Linked DNA regions of Mus musculus: regions 1 and 3 are each linked to region 2. Evidence: chromatin contacts called from public promoter capture Hi-C data. All regions are on one chromosome and are shown on one strand. The core of a region is the stretch at or near the end of the contact, and the rest is flanking DNA. Distances in the headings are between cores, read along the strand shown.

Region 1 (4,264 bases), core at 495-2,994, 270 kb after region 2:
TCTAAAAATGTCTTCCACATTAAATGGATGTTCGTCTATACTGTCCTTTTGTCTGTAGGCCAATTTAAAGATCATTCTTATTCTGAAAGAGTAGAGTATCGCCACAGATATTTGAAATTTATTTGATCAAGGCACTGGCTACTTCATAATATGGTTATTATCTTCAAAATAAAGAATGAAATACTGTGTGTTGGCATTTAGTCTAGACTCTGCCCCAAAGTTACCTGGCAACAGCCAGCTGTGCCTGACTCTGTATAAAAAGGGATGCTTGCCCTTCCTCTCTCTCTCTTGCTCTCTTGCTTTTGCTCTATCTTCTTGCTTCTTACCCTCTCTCTCCCCATCCCACCACTACATGCTCGTGGCCAGTCTACACCTCTCTCTCTCTCTCTCTCTCTCTCTCTCTCTCTCTCTCTCTCTCTGCCTTTCTCTCAACTCCCTTCCCCATGCACTGAATAAAGTCTGTTCTATACTATACCATCATATGGATGGTCCCTCAGGGAGAAGGGATGGATGGCTCAGTATGGTCCTGCAGAGGCACCTCCACCAAACATATCCCTGGTTTCTTTATCTTTTTATAAAACACAGCACTGTGAAGATGTATATTTCCATGACTGAATGTTACAATTATGTGCACATTGTTGTCATTGATGCAGTGGGGGACTTCTTTTTTTGGCCCTTTTGTCCTCCACTGATTAGAAGCATGAGGAGAAAGAACTGCCCTTCTTTGTCAAGGGCCCAGACTGCCATGTGGACTTGCTGTATCTCAAGTCAACTCAATAATTATTTGTTGAAGGCATGTTTATTGTTCTACCCATTGTGGGAACTAACTCAAACACATTATTTGACCTAACATATAATCTTGCCTAGAAATGCAGACTACAGAAAGCATCTGGTTGAGACATACAAAGCATTAAGGAATAGAGGGAGAACATTGAATGTCACTGCTATTTCCTAGATTATTAAAAACTGATTTCACAGCCAACTGTCATTCATCCAGGAAGTGGTTGTCTTCAGTTCTCCACAGTTTAAGTAGAATTACCAGTATTTTGATGAAGATAGATGCTCCACTACAATTCCTCCGCCTGCAATTTATGTCCCTTTTAAATAAACATTAGATGTGCAATTTTAAAACGATGGCCTAGTTAAAAGATAGGTCAATTTTGTATTTAGTCTTAGATATTGTCTCCAAGAAATGTCATATGTACAGGCAAATATCTCCAAATCTGTGACAATTTCAATCCCCAAAGATTTTGGACATAGATGTTTCTCACCTGTAGCGGTCACTTGTGTGGCTTCTCACCTGTAGTAGTCACTTGCGTGCTGTCTCAACTTTTGCCCTTGGTTTCACTTCCTCTTTCACACCTGGGGAAGTTCCAAACCCTGACAGAGTTGAACTTTTTATTCTGAACTTTGGGGTGGGTGGAGAGACACCCACAACAACGCTGTTGTTGAGCCTTGTGCCAAATTTTTGCTTTCTGGTGGGTTTTTATTTTTGTCTAGTAATCAACTACGGTCAGTCCTTGGTCCCTTTGCCCTCCTTGTCTTCTAGATAGTGTCTTTATGCCTCCGCTTTTATCTTTAAAGCCAGCATTTGTACATATCAGCCACCCCCTTCCTTTGTCAGTTGATCTTCTTTATGCTTGGGGGTGGGGATCAGCCAGCAAATGAGAAGAATCAGCAGTCAGTTTTGTTCCCTTACAATGTCTTCTCTTATTGTCAACTGTGCAGTTTTTCTGCTTAAGAAGCTGCGGTATGTTTGCAGGGTCAGGTGACTGCCTGCAGCTACTCTTGCTCGGTCTGTGGCAGCATCTAGGCTGACAGCCTTTTCTCCGCCTCCCCCACCCACTCGATGGGCTCTTTACAGACTAATGAGCATGGTGAGGACATTAGAGCTATTTTTGTTTTACAAATAGATATAAATCCTTTGAACGACACCCAATGTACCCTATGCCCTTAGCTATTATGTATTATTTATATCAGGATTCTTTTCGAAGTGTTTTCTATGCACAAAATACATACTTAATAAATACCTGTTGTGCTACCAGAGATGAATGTAGTTTAAGATTAAAATGATCTAAAACTAAAGATTCATAATATCCAGAATTCTATGACTATAGATGAATGGAGATTGGTATACCATAATGAGATTTTAAAATATTACTCTGGCTGTAGTCAGTAAAATTTAAATGCATATTTCCTTTAGTCCAGAGAGTCTAAGTGTGTATTTTGGGCAACCTTTTTGTGCTTTGAAATGTATGTACAACACATGTAGTTGTGAAAAATTAGAAAGCTAAATATCCACAAGTAGAGTTTTCAGTAAATTGAGAGTTACCTGTTTCCTGGAGACTATGTAAGAGTTTAAACAAATAGGACAGACTGTAAAGATTAAAATGAGTGTGTGGGGTGAAGAGCTGGTAACAGAAAGTACTAATATGGGATTATCATTTTTGCTTACAGAACTTCGCTGTTGGATATGTGTAAAAAATGCACTCCAGAGAGTGTGAAAGGTTATACACGGGCTCAGTGGTCAATTCTGAAAAATGAAGAGGGATAGGAAAGGCCAAGAGAGATTTACGATATTTTCCAAACATTTAAAACTTTACACAAGTGGCACGTATTAACACTTACTTAGAAATTTAAAACAGAGGACGGTAGTTTTCTCAGCGAACGTACATTAAAATGTTTTTATATCGACAGTAGACATGAAGGCATACACCCTACGCTTTCACGAGGTTTAAGACAAGCATATTTCAGTAATTAATAGTCGCCTTACACGTTTTTCCTGTCATCATTCTTACTAAAGCTGAACTTGCTGGAATGTCCTTGGTTCCCGGCAAGCTTCCTGTGCTTCAGGAAAGGGCTGATTTGACATCTGGGAGGGATGTGTGTGATACCAACATTCTTGTAGCCGTGGAGTACCCAGCCAAAGCCTGCCTTAGGACTGCTACATCCTTTATCATTGTCGTGTGACAAGTGAAGGTGACAGGAAATAAGTAAACAGAAGCACTGCGATTCAATGGGAAAGCAAACAAACAGGAAAGAGTAATAAGGAGACTGATTTCTTCCCTCTAACAAGTCGCTGTCAATTCTCAGGCAGCATTTCCTGTGTCAGACAGGGGAATTTAAAAAGTCCAAGACTTGTCTGGACTTCAGTTTGAGAAGCACTACCTAGTCTATTACTTTTCTAGACTACCCTAGACTACCACATTGGATGGCTTATATCAGTAGGAACTTATTCTTTCATAAATCTGAAAACTAGGCTTCCCAAGGGGTTGGCAAGGGTCAAGCTTCGTGTGAAGTTTCGGGGTGAGAGGATTCCTTCGTTGCTTCTTCCAGCTTCTGATGGCCCCCAGGTCTCTTTAACCTGTTCCTCTTTAGGAAGATGTGTCACGGTGACCTCTGCCTCCAATTCACATAGCCTGTGTTCCTGTGCATTCCTAGGAATTCCTGTCATTCCAGGTCAGGGTTCACCTTAGTGCTTTCATTTGTTGCTTGATTAGCTCTGCAGAGAGAGTATTTTCCAACGAGCATTTCCACATCCATAGGAAATAGTGGTTAGGACTTCAACATATTTTCTCGGGAGACCCAATTCAATTTGTACTAGACTGGCTGAAGTTTGATCTGTTGTGAATGATGTAAGTTTTTTTTTTTTTTTTAAGAAAGCAACTTCCAGGAAAATGAATTTAGATATGTGCTCTTGTAGTGGGCTTCAGAATATACCAGCAACGAAAGAATCAATAGAAAGCACTTTCTCAACAGCAGCTGCCTCTCCTTAGAGGAGCACACCTGCCTTCCATTCATCAGCTCTCACGATGGGTAGATAAAGAGGCATAGTTTCAAGACTTCCAAAAGAGGAGGCACCAGAGGGAAAGATTTAGAGGAACACAAAGGTCTAAAGACAAATGGGCATTTGCTTTAATGCTGGAGACTCAGCTAAAGGTTCTGTGGCATGACTTTAAATAGGAGAGCGTCATCATGGAGCAACAGCATATCCCAGTAGTGTTTTACAGGAATTGTTAGGGAGGAGGGGCTAACCAGAGCCAGCACTTGCCTATGGCTGCCTCCCCTGTTTTCCTCCCTCTACTGGTCCACTCCTCTGCAACTCCAGGTATGAGAACCCAGACATTACTCTTACGGTGGTTGCCTCAACCCCAGAGTATGGGTGATCTCACTTCCTGCAAACAAAAAAGGGATGTATGGTCTATGACTCTCAATTCCAAATTCCCTGGAAGGGAACTTCTGGTTCTGCTTGAGTCAGGTGTTC
Region 2 (3,959 bases), core at 458-2,957:
TTTGCTATGTGCCACACGAGTTTTCAGCTAAAGAATGGAACAGATCTCAAGAAACCTGGAACTAGAAGAAACTAGAATATGAGCCTAAACAACTCAAAGAAAAAAAAATGGTTCCATGGTATGTTTGACTAGAAACCTCAGGCTTTCCCACCCAGCAGGAGAAGCATCTAAATTGTGAATCTCAGGCATTCTCTTTTTTAAAAACAGAGGTGGTCAGATTAAGTTAAGTTCCCAAGGTATTGATGGATGTATCATGCCCTGTTAGAATAATTTCATATCTATGCACCTCTTACAATTCTATCTTAGAAGTCTGGTACAGGGCCAGCAACTGGTGAGTGGGGAAAGTGGTGGGGGTCATTTTCAGCACCTACTTCACACCATGTCTATCACCCACATATGGCCAGTAGGACCATCTGGGTTCTGACTATTTCCCAAGATAATATCCAATCACTTTTACCCAACCAGTTTCACGGACGTTTTTCCAATGAACAGGCTGCAGTTTTTAAAAACGCATCTTTTCTCTCATCCTTGGATTACAAGAAATAGGTAGGTTTCTGGAAAACATCTTCCAGACTTTAGGATCGATATGTACAATCTTCCCTCCACCCCAAAAGTCCACCTTAGGGGACCCTGGGCAAAACCACTAGGTTTACTAAAGATTACTCCAATTTCAACTCCAAAGCTAAAACCAGAACCTTAGGGTGTTGTTGGTGATTGCAGAGTATTGAATAGTCAGCAGCATACTGCAGTGGGAAGCCCTGGCCGGTGATTTTTACAATTTTTAAAATCACAATTGCACTCATTGGAATGGAATCTAGCCCTTACTACTATTGTTATATAACACGCACATGACTTAAGGAAACTCAGAAAATATGAACAGCTTTCTTGTTTAGTTACAGGCTTTCAATTACCAGGTACAGCTGATTTGGTTATAGTTTTAAGTTATTTTCCCAAGCTTAAGAAAGTTTTTCTTAAGATCTGCAGTTTATTAATAGCCCCTTTCATAAATGCAATGCAACTGTCTCTAACACCTCCAAGAACATTCAGAAACGCTCTCTGCTCCAGTTAGAAAATGCCATGGGAGTTCCAAGAATAGAAAGCATCCACCAGGGTATTTAGCACTCAATTGACAGAACTTGGCTCAGGCCTGCATTGCAAAAAGCAAGACTTCCAAACTATGGTTTTTGCCTCAAGGCCGCTTGTACTTTTTACACTGTGTTAAAAAAGGGGGGGGGGGGCGGGGAATAAATGTACAAAACCACTATTCTTTATGACCATTAAACTGGTTTCAGACAGCAAAACCCACTGAGAAGTCAAAATCACCTTTACAAATCTCATGCTCTGTTGAATCACAACAGGGAACACAGGGGGAAAGCAGTCTGTCTCCAGGTACTGATTCAGAAGGTAGACTCCAAGGTACACAGCTTCCTTGTCCGGCAGGAACACTCCGGGGCAAGAAATCTTAAAAAGAAGAGGAGGGCAATCAAGGGATTGGTTTTTTTTGTTTTTTGTTTTTTTTTTTTTTTTTTGTGCAGAGGGGCTGTTTATCCTAACCTCCCACAGCTCTGAAATGACGCCATCACTGCGTCCTTCACCTGCACTTCCCACCTCTCCTCAAGCTGGTACTCCCGGTTCCCTCCCACGTCTCCGCCAGGTGTCACAATCGTGCTCTGCGGCTCGGCTCCTCGGCCCGCCCTCCGGGATGGCAGTGCGGAAGCGGAAGAGGCTGACGGGCTGGGAAGCCTGTCTCCGGTCTGCCCGGGTCCCCGGGACCGGCCTCCCTCCGCGATGCCGAGCCCCCGGAGGACCATCGAGGGACGGCCGCTGGGCTCCTCGGGCGGAAGCAGCGTCCCGGGCAGCCCGGCCCACGGCGGTGGCAGCGGCGGCGGCAGGTTCGAGTTCCAATCGCTGCTGAACTGCCGCGCGGGCGCGGACCCCGCCTGCGCTCGGCTGCGCGCGTCCGACAGCCCGGTGCACCGGCGCGGCTCCTTCCCGCTGGCCGCCTCGGGCCCCGCACAAGCAGCCCCGGCCCCGCCGCCGGAGGACGCCCGCATGAACTTGAACCCGTCCTTCCTGGGCATCGCCCTGCGCTCCCTGCTGGCCATCGACCTGTGGCTGTCCAAGAAGCTGGGGGTGTGTGCTGGGGAGAGCTCGGCCTGGGGCAGCGTGCGGCCCCTGATGAAGCTGCTGGAGATCTCAGGGCATGGCATCCCCTGGCTGCTGGGCACCCTCTACTGCCTGCTTAGGAGCGACAGCTGGGCCGGGCGCGAAGTGCTGATGAACCTGCTCTTCGCCCTGCTGTTGGACCTGCTGCTGGTAGCTGTGATTAAAGGGCTGGTCCGCAGGCGCCGACCCGCGCACAATCAAAAGGACATGTTTTTCACCCTCTCGGTGGACAGGTACTCCTTTCCCTCGGGCCACGCCACGAGGGCCGCCCTGGTGTCGCGGTTTATCCTAAACCACCTGGTACTGGCCATTCCACTGAGGGTGCTGGTGGTCCTGTGGGCCTTCGTCTTGGGTCTCTCTAGGGTCATGCTCGGGCGGCACAACGTCACTGATGTGGCTTTTGGCTTTTTTCTGGGCTACATGCAGTACAGCATTGTGGATTATTGCTGGCTGTCACCCCACAATGTTCCAGTTCTTTTTGTACTGTGGAATCAACAGTGACACCATCTCATTGATTATTGACACCTTGAGGTCTGAAGGATTCCACACTCGAGGATGCTGACCTAAGCCAGAGCCATCTAGTTGCCCCTCTGGGCAACTTTGGGAATTCTGGGATCCCACTGTCTTGACAGGTTCCTAGACCGGAGCGCATGCTGGCTATTACTGAACACGGCCATACTTGAGAAACAAAGTCTACTGTGTATTTGACAGCTATTTATCACCAAGACAACTGTAAAGAAATCAAGCTGGCTGACTGTATGATTGCTATTTACTTAAAGTTGACAACGTTAATGAGTAATTCCCCTCACCCCCCAAAAAAACAATGTTATTACTTGTAAATTAAAATTTAAGAGCCATTAGCTAGATAAACCATGTGCTATTCCCACCCTTTACCTGCAGTAAATTTTAAACAATAATTTTAAAGTTCAAAACAGATTTTTTTTCTCCAATTTAACTCTCTGAATATGTTGCCATAATTGGAGCTTTTTCCTTCTTCTGATTCCTTTAAGCTCTCCCACCCTTGTGGACTTGGTAGTTAAGAGGTTCCACAGAGTATTTTCCTTTCTGCTCCCAGTACCTCTCAAACGATCTTTAGATAGTTAACTTCTACTACTATTTAACGTTATCTTTTAGCACTCATAGAACAAACCAAGATATGGAAGAAGACATATTCAAAAGGTGGGCTTGTCTAAGGTTCCCACAGAAATGTAAGTATGAGCCTACTGTTTTGTTTCCTAGTCCCATGGACAAGTAGCATACCAGGGGGCAAGAAGCTGAGCTGCTGGGGAGAGTCAGGGGAACTAAGAGCTTAGAAGGAGGCAGACCGGGAAGTAGGCCATGGCCAGGGGCAGGAAATGAAGCCCTGCTGTCGGTCACCTCTACTAAATCAAGCAAATGGTCCTCTATTAAGTAAAAAGTAGAAGAGCAATGTGGTTCTTTTCAGTGTGCCTGCATAGCGTTCCTGTGTGTACCCCAAGGATAACTGTATGCTATCCTTTCCCTATCGGTCCCACTGTGCTGTGTTCAGCACATTTTAGGTAACAGGACACAACTTGAAACTTTTCAGGAGAGCCTATTGCCCTACGTGAGCATTAGGTAAAACTCTTAAATTTCTGTTTACATTGAAAGCTGTTCATTCATGGCGCCCCCCCCCCCCCAATCATAAGACCAAAGATGACCAAATAATATGGTAGACTCTGATTACAGTCTGACCTAGAAAGACCAAAGAGGGGTATGCTCATGACATCTGTAAATGCTGCTGTGTCTGGAAAGAAAGTCTTTAAATCACTGGT
Region 3 (3,787 bases), core at 334-2,833, 460 kb after region 2:
GGAGGTCTGTATTTCCTTTTAATTACCTATACTGTCAGCAATGTCCTACAGGTGTTTTTTTGTTTTTTTTTTGTTTTTGTTGTTGTTTTGTTTTGTTTTCAAAAACATAGCTCTAAGAAAATGGGCTAGTCTATAACAGATCAGGCTTTATTGCTCACACACTTCGCTGGGTTCTCTCCTCAACCTTATCTGAAATACCGGATGTGGCTGACATCCTGTAGTTCAGTAAGTGGAGACTGAAGAGCCTAGAAATGTTAAGAGAGAATCTCTTCCTTCAAAAGAAACAAGCAAACAGACGGGAGTGGGCAGATGGTGAGGCAAGTGCCACCAACAGGCAGTGAGCGCTCAGCAAACATCACCTTCTGACCTTACTTGGTTACTCTGTTTAGCTTTGTAAAATGTGAAGGGGTTGGACAAAGTTTAAAAGACTCGGTTCTCCCTTTCACAGCGGTAACAATTGGCAACAAAGTTCTGGCTGGCTCGGCTTGCCTCTCACATCCACAGGTCTGACTGGCAGGAAAGAGAAAGAACGTCCTGCTGGTGAGCGAAGAAGCTGGATTTGGAAAGTGGTGAGACCTGGAGTAAAATCCAAGGTCACCCTCTGTGTCCTGCAGGCTGCAGCGTGTCCTATAATCAGAGTGCCTTTTTTTTTCAAATTATTTTAATTATTAGAATGTGTAACTATTAGAATGTAAAGCTTTTAAGTATGCAAATAAAAAGTTTAAAACCTTGGTATGGTGAGATAGCCTAGTGAGTCTAGATTCTTATTGAGCCAGCCTGGTGACCTAAGATCTATTCCTAAACCTCACACAACATGAAAGGAGAGCACCAACTTCATAAAGCTAGCTTCCAGATGCATACCATGGCACTTGCTCCTACACATGGCTTTGTTGCCAATAATAATAATTTTTTTTAATATTTCAGAATCTGAAAAAGAAAAGAAAACTGAAAGACTGCTTTTAGAGTTTGAAAGACAACATTGTTGAGATAATTATGGAACTGCTGAGTCAATGTAATTCCTAGCAAAGCACACCAGTTCCTTTTGTGCAGAATAGACAAGTCTACCCTAAAATTCATACAGAAACTCAAGAGAGAGAAATTCAAGGGAAAGGAGGAGGAAGGGCCAGAGGGAGGGGGAGAGAGAGGACTTCAGAAGGAACAAAGCTGACGGCCTTACTTCCTAATTTCAAACTTTTCACAAAGCTACAGTAAACGGCACTATGTGATGGGGGCAGAGAACAGACACAGACCTGAGCAACATGGATGCAAAGTCCAGGAATACACCCCACGTTTATCATCCAGGATGCTGGGATAATTCTACAGAGAAAGGACAGTTTAGTTTTTTAAAATAAATTTATTGGAGTATGTGCAAAAGAACCTTGCTCATACACAAAAATGAACTCAAAACAGATTAGAGACCCAGATATGAACAGAACAGACTTAGTTCTTATGAGAAAATGTTAGCAAGTAATAAACACATTTGGCTTATTATACAATGCAATATCTTCCCATTATGAAAGGAATAAAGTATTGATGTGTGCTGCACAACAGATAAACCTTACATCATGCTCAGTGCAAGAAGCAAGCCACAAAAGGTCAAGGGCTACTCAATGTCATTTCTATGAAATGTCAACACAAGCAGTTGACCAACACAGATGGACACCTGCCAGGATTCTGGAAAAAGGAAGGGGAAATGGGACTATTTCTGAGTGAATATGGTTCCTTCTTTTAGTGGTAATTAAGATTTGCCAAATTAAATAGTGGTGTTGGTTAGCCAACTCTATGCATATACTAAGCAGTCCAACTGAATGAATAGTGTGCCAAGAGTTTACATTAAGTTTATACGGCCTGCTTTTGTGTGTTAACAACATTTTAATAAAGCTGCTGAACATTTAAAAATAAATTTAATGAACACATCTTTAAAACCCTCCACAGATCACGCCCTCCACTAGCCCAGCACCCTAGTGCAAATGTATACAGTGCCCTCCTAAGGCTGCGTTGCAGCTCATCCTTCCAAAGCAGTCTACTCTCTAACCAAAGCACCGTCCTCTCTAAAAATGCAGACAAAGTCCCCGGGGCTCCAGAGCGAAGCCCTCCACCGGCTTACTGGCTCTGCTTTCCCGGGCCTGAGGCGTGCAGCTTACTCTGGCTAATAAAGCCTCAAGACAGAAGGGTTGACAGCAGTGTGTCTTCCCAGCTGGCTTCAAACATGAGCACTCTGTGGATGCAGAAAACCTGAGGTCAGAAGTGAAACAGGAGATGGAGCCACACTGAGCTAGAGCAGGGCCTGCCAGTCATACCTCCTGTCCCCTAGAGCAGGGCCTACCACACCTCCTGACCCCGGCAGACCTGAGAGCTCTCATAAAACACAGACACCCACCCAATCAAAATGGCTATCGTCAAGGAAACATCAAAACAACAGATATTGGCAAAGATGCAGGCAAAATTAACCCTTGCACACTGCTGATGGGAGTGTAAATTAGTACAGCCACTATGGAAATCAGCATGGATATTCCTTAATAAAACAACTAAAACTGGCACCACCATATGATCCAGCTGTTCCCCTCCTCCAAGTATACCCAGTGAAGTCTACGTCAGCTTCCAAATATTCATATATCCATGCTTATTGCTCTACCATTTATAGTAAGCAAGTTATGTTGCTGACCCAGGTGCTCACTGATAGATAAATGGAATATATATACATACATATGTATATATGCATATATGTATATATACATATATATGCATATACATATATATACATATATATGCATATACATATATATATATATATATGAATGATGATAGAACATTAGTCAGCCATAAGGAAGAATTCAATGCCATTTATAGAATTGCTAATGAGGAAGGGGGCAATGAGGAGATGGGGGAAGTGGCAGATCCAGTAAATGGACTAAACATAACCCAAAGTACATTATAAACATACCTGAAGAGTTACAATGAAATCCATTGTGTAAGACAATTAACAGTTAGCTGATAAAAGTCTTTATAACGTGGAGGTAAACATTTTCAGCATACAGACTCTACTAAGCTTCTTTGAGGTATATCTTAGAACAAGTAATAAAAATTAACCTCAATTTAATATGTCCAAAAGAATAAAAAGTGGGTCAGTCACGGTGACACTTGCCTGTAATCCTAGTACTTGAAAGTGGAAGCAAGATCAGGAGTTCAAAGTCAGCCTATGCTATGTAACATAGATAGAGGCCAGCCTAGACAATCTGAGACCCTGCTTCAACCCCCCCTCCAAGAAATAAGTAATTTGAAAGCTAATAATTAGAAAGCTCATTAAGAGACAAACCATACAACAGGCACGTTGGGGGTGGCAGCACTCAACAGCTTCATGCTTTCTGCTTAGTCAATTAATACATATTGATACACCAGCTCTGGTCTCCTGAGCCCTGTTCTCCGGGATCACGCTCCGCGAGTTCCAGTCCAGCTACAGATGATGGCTTATTATTAGGTAAACAAGACTGATTTTGGTACTGACTGAGCTTTAGAAAGTGACGTGGAGGCCCGCAAGGATACGGATGATTGCCAGTGTGGGTGGCTGTTGCTGTCCACCCTGCTCTCCAGAAAAGGCCATGCGAGGAGCAAGAAGAGCAGCTCATTTGAATTCAGAAAGAGTGTCGTCTTCCTCCTTGCTGTGCATAATAAGCTCTTCTCCAGAAAAGCAACCCGCAGCCTCTCTTCTTGTCTTTGCTCCTCCATTGTCACTTGCATCTCCCATAAGATTGGATTCTGAGTCATTACCCTGCTCTTGGGATGAGTT

Evidence for each region. Promoter capture Hi-C pulls out the DNA fragments that hold promoters and counts their contacts.
Region 1: a promoter capture Hi-C map of the C10 cell line shows a contact between it and region 2. A contact is called at or near these places in 4 of 39 promoter capture datasets (the C10 cell line, liver and second pharyngeal arch cranial neural crest), 2 of 484 Hi-C or Micro-C datasets (cortical glia and embryonic stem cells), 7 of 130 datasets of targeted methods (the NIH/3T3 cell line, craniofacial prominence, embryonic basal ganglia and 4 more) and 3 of 9 other capture datasets (adipose tissue, liver and pancreatic islet).
Region 3: a promoter capture Hi-C map of liver shows a contact between it and region 2. A contact is called at or near these places in 7 of 39 promoter capture datasets (the 3T3-L1 cell line, cranial neural crest, hippocampal neurons and 3 more) and 1 of 9 other capture datasets (adipose tissue).

What each region holds. Positions count from the first base shown.
Region 1 is chr19:29,235,502-29,239,765 of GRCm38.p6, forward strand. Gm41829 (a long non-coding RNA gene) reads right to left here. Exons shown (of 2, transcript XR_877802.2): 2 at 2,556-4,264. Among named protein-coding and RNA genes, the nearest start is that of Gm41829, 7.8 kb to the right of the region's middle.
Region 2 is chr19:28,962,213-28,966,171 of GRCm38.p6, forward strand. It overlaps Plpp6 (phospholipid phosphatase 6), which reads left to right and starts at 1,708. Exons shown (of 1, transcript NM_028922.3): 1 at 1,708-3,959. The coding sequence starts at 1,789. The coding sequence ends at 2,667. 4430402I18Rik (RIKEN cDNA 4430402I18 gene) reads right to left here. Exons shown (of 14, transcript NM_001374140.1): 3 at 1,324-1,461.
Region 3 is chr19:29,418,523-29,422,309 of GRCm38.p6, forward strand. The region is part of intron 1 of Pdcd1lg2 (programmed cell death 1 ligand 2); the gene reads left to right. Among named protein-coding and RNA genes, the nearest start is that of Pdcd1lg2, 9.5 kb to the left of the region's middle.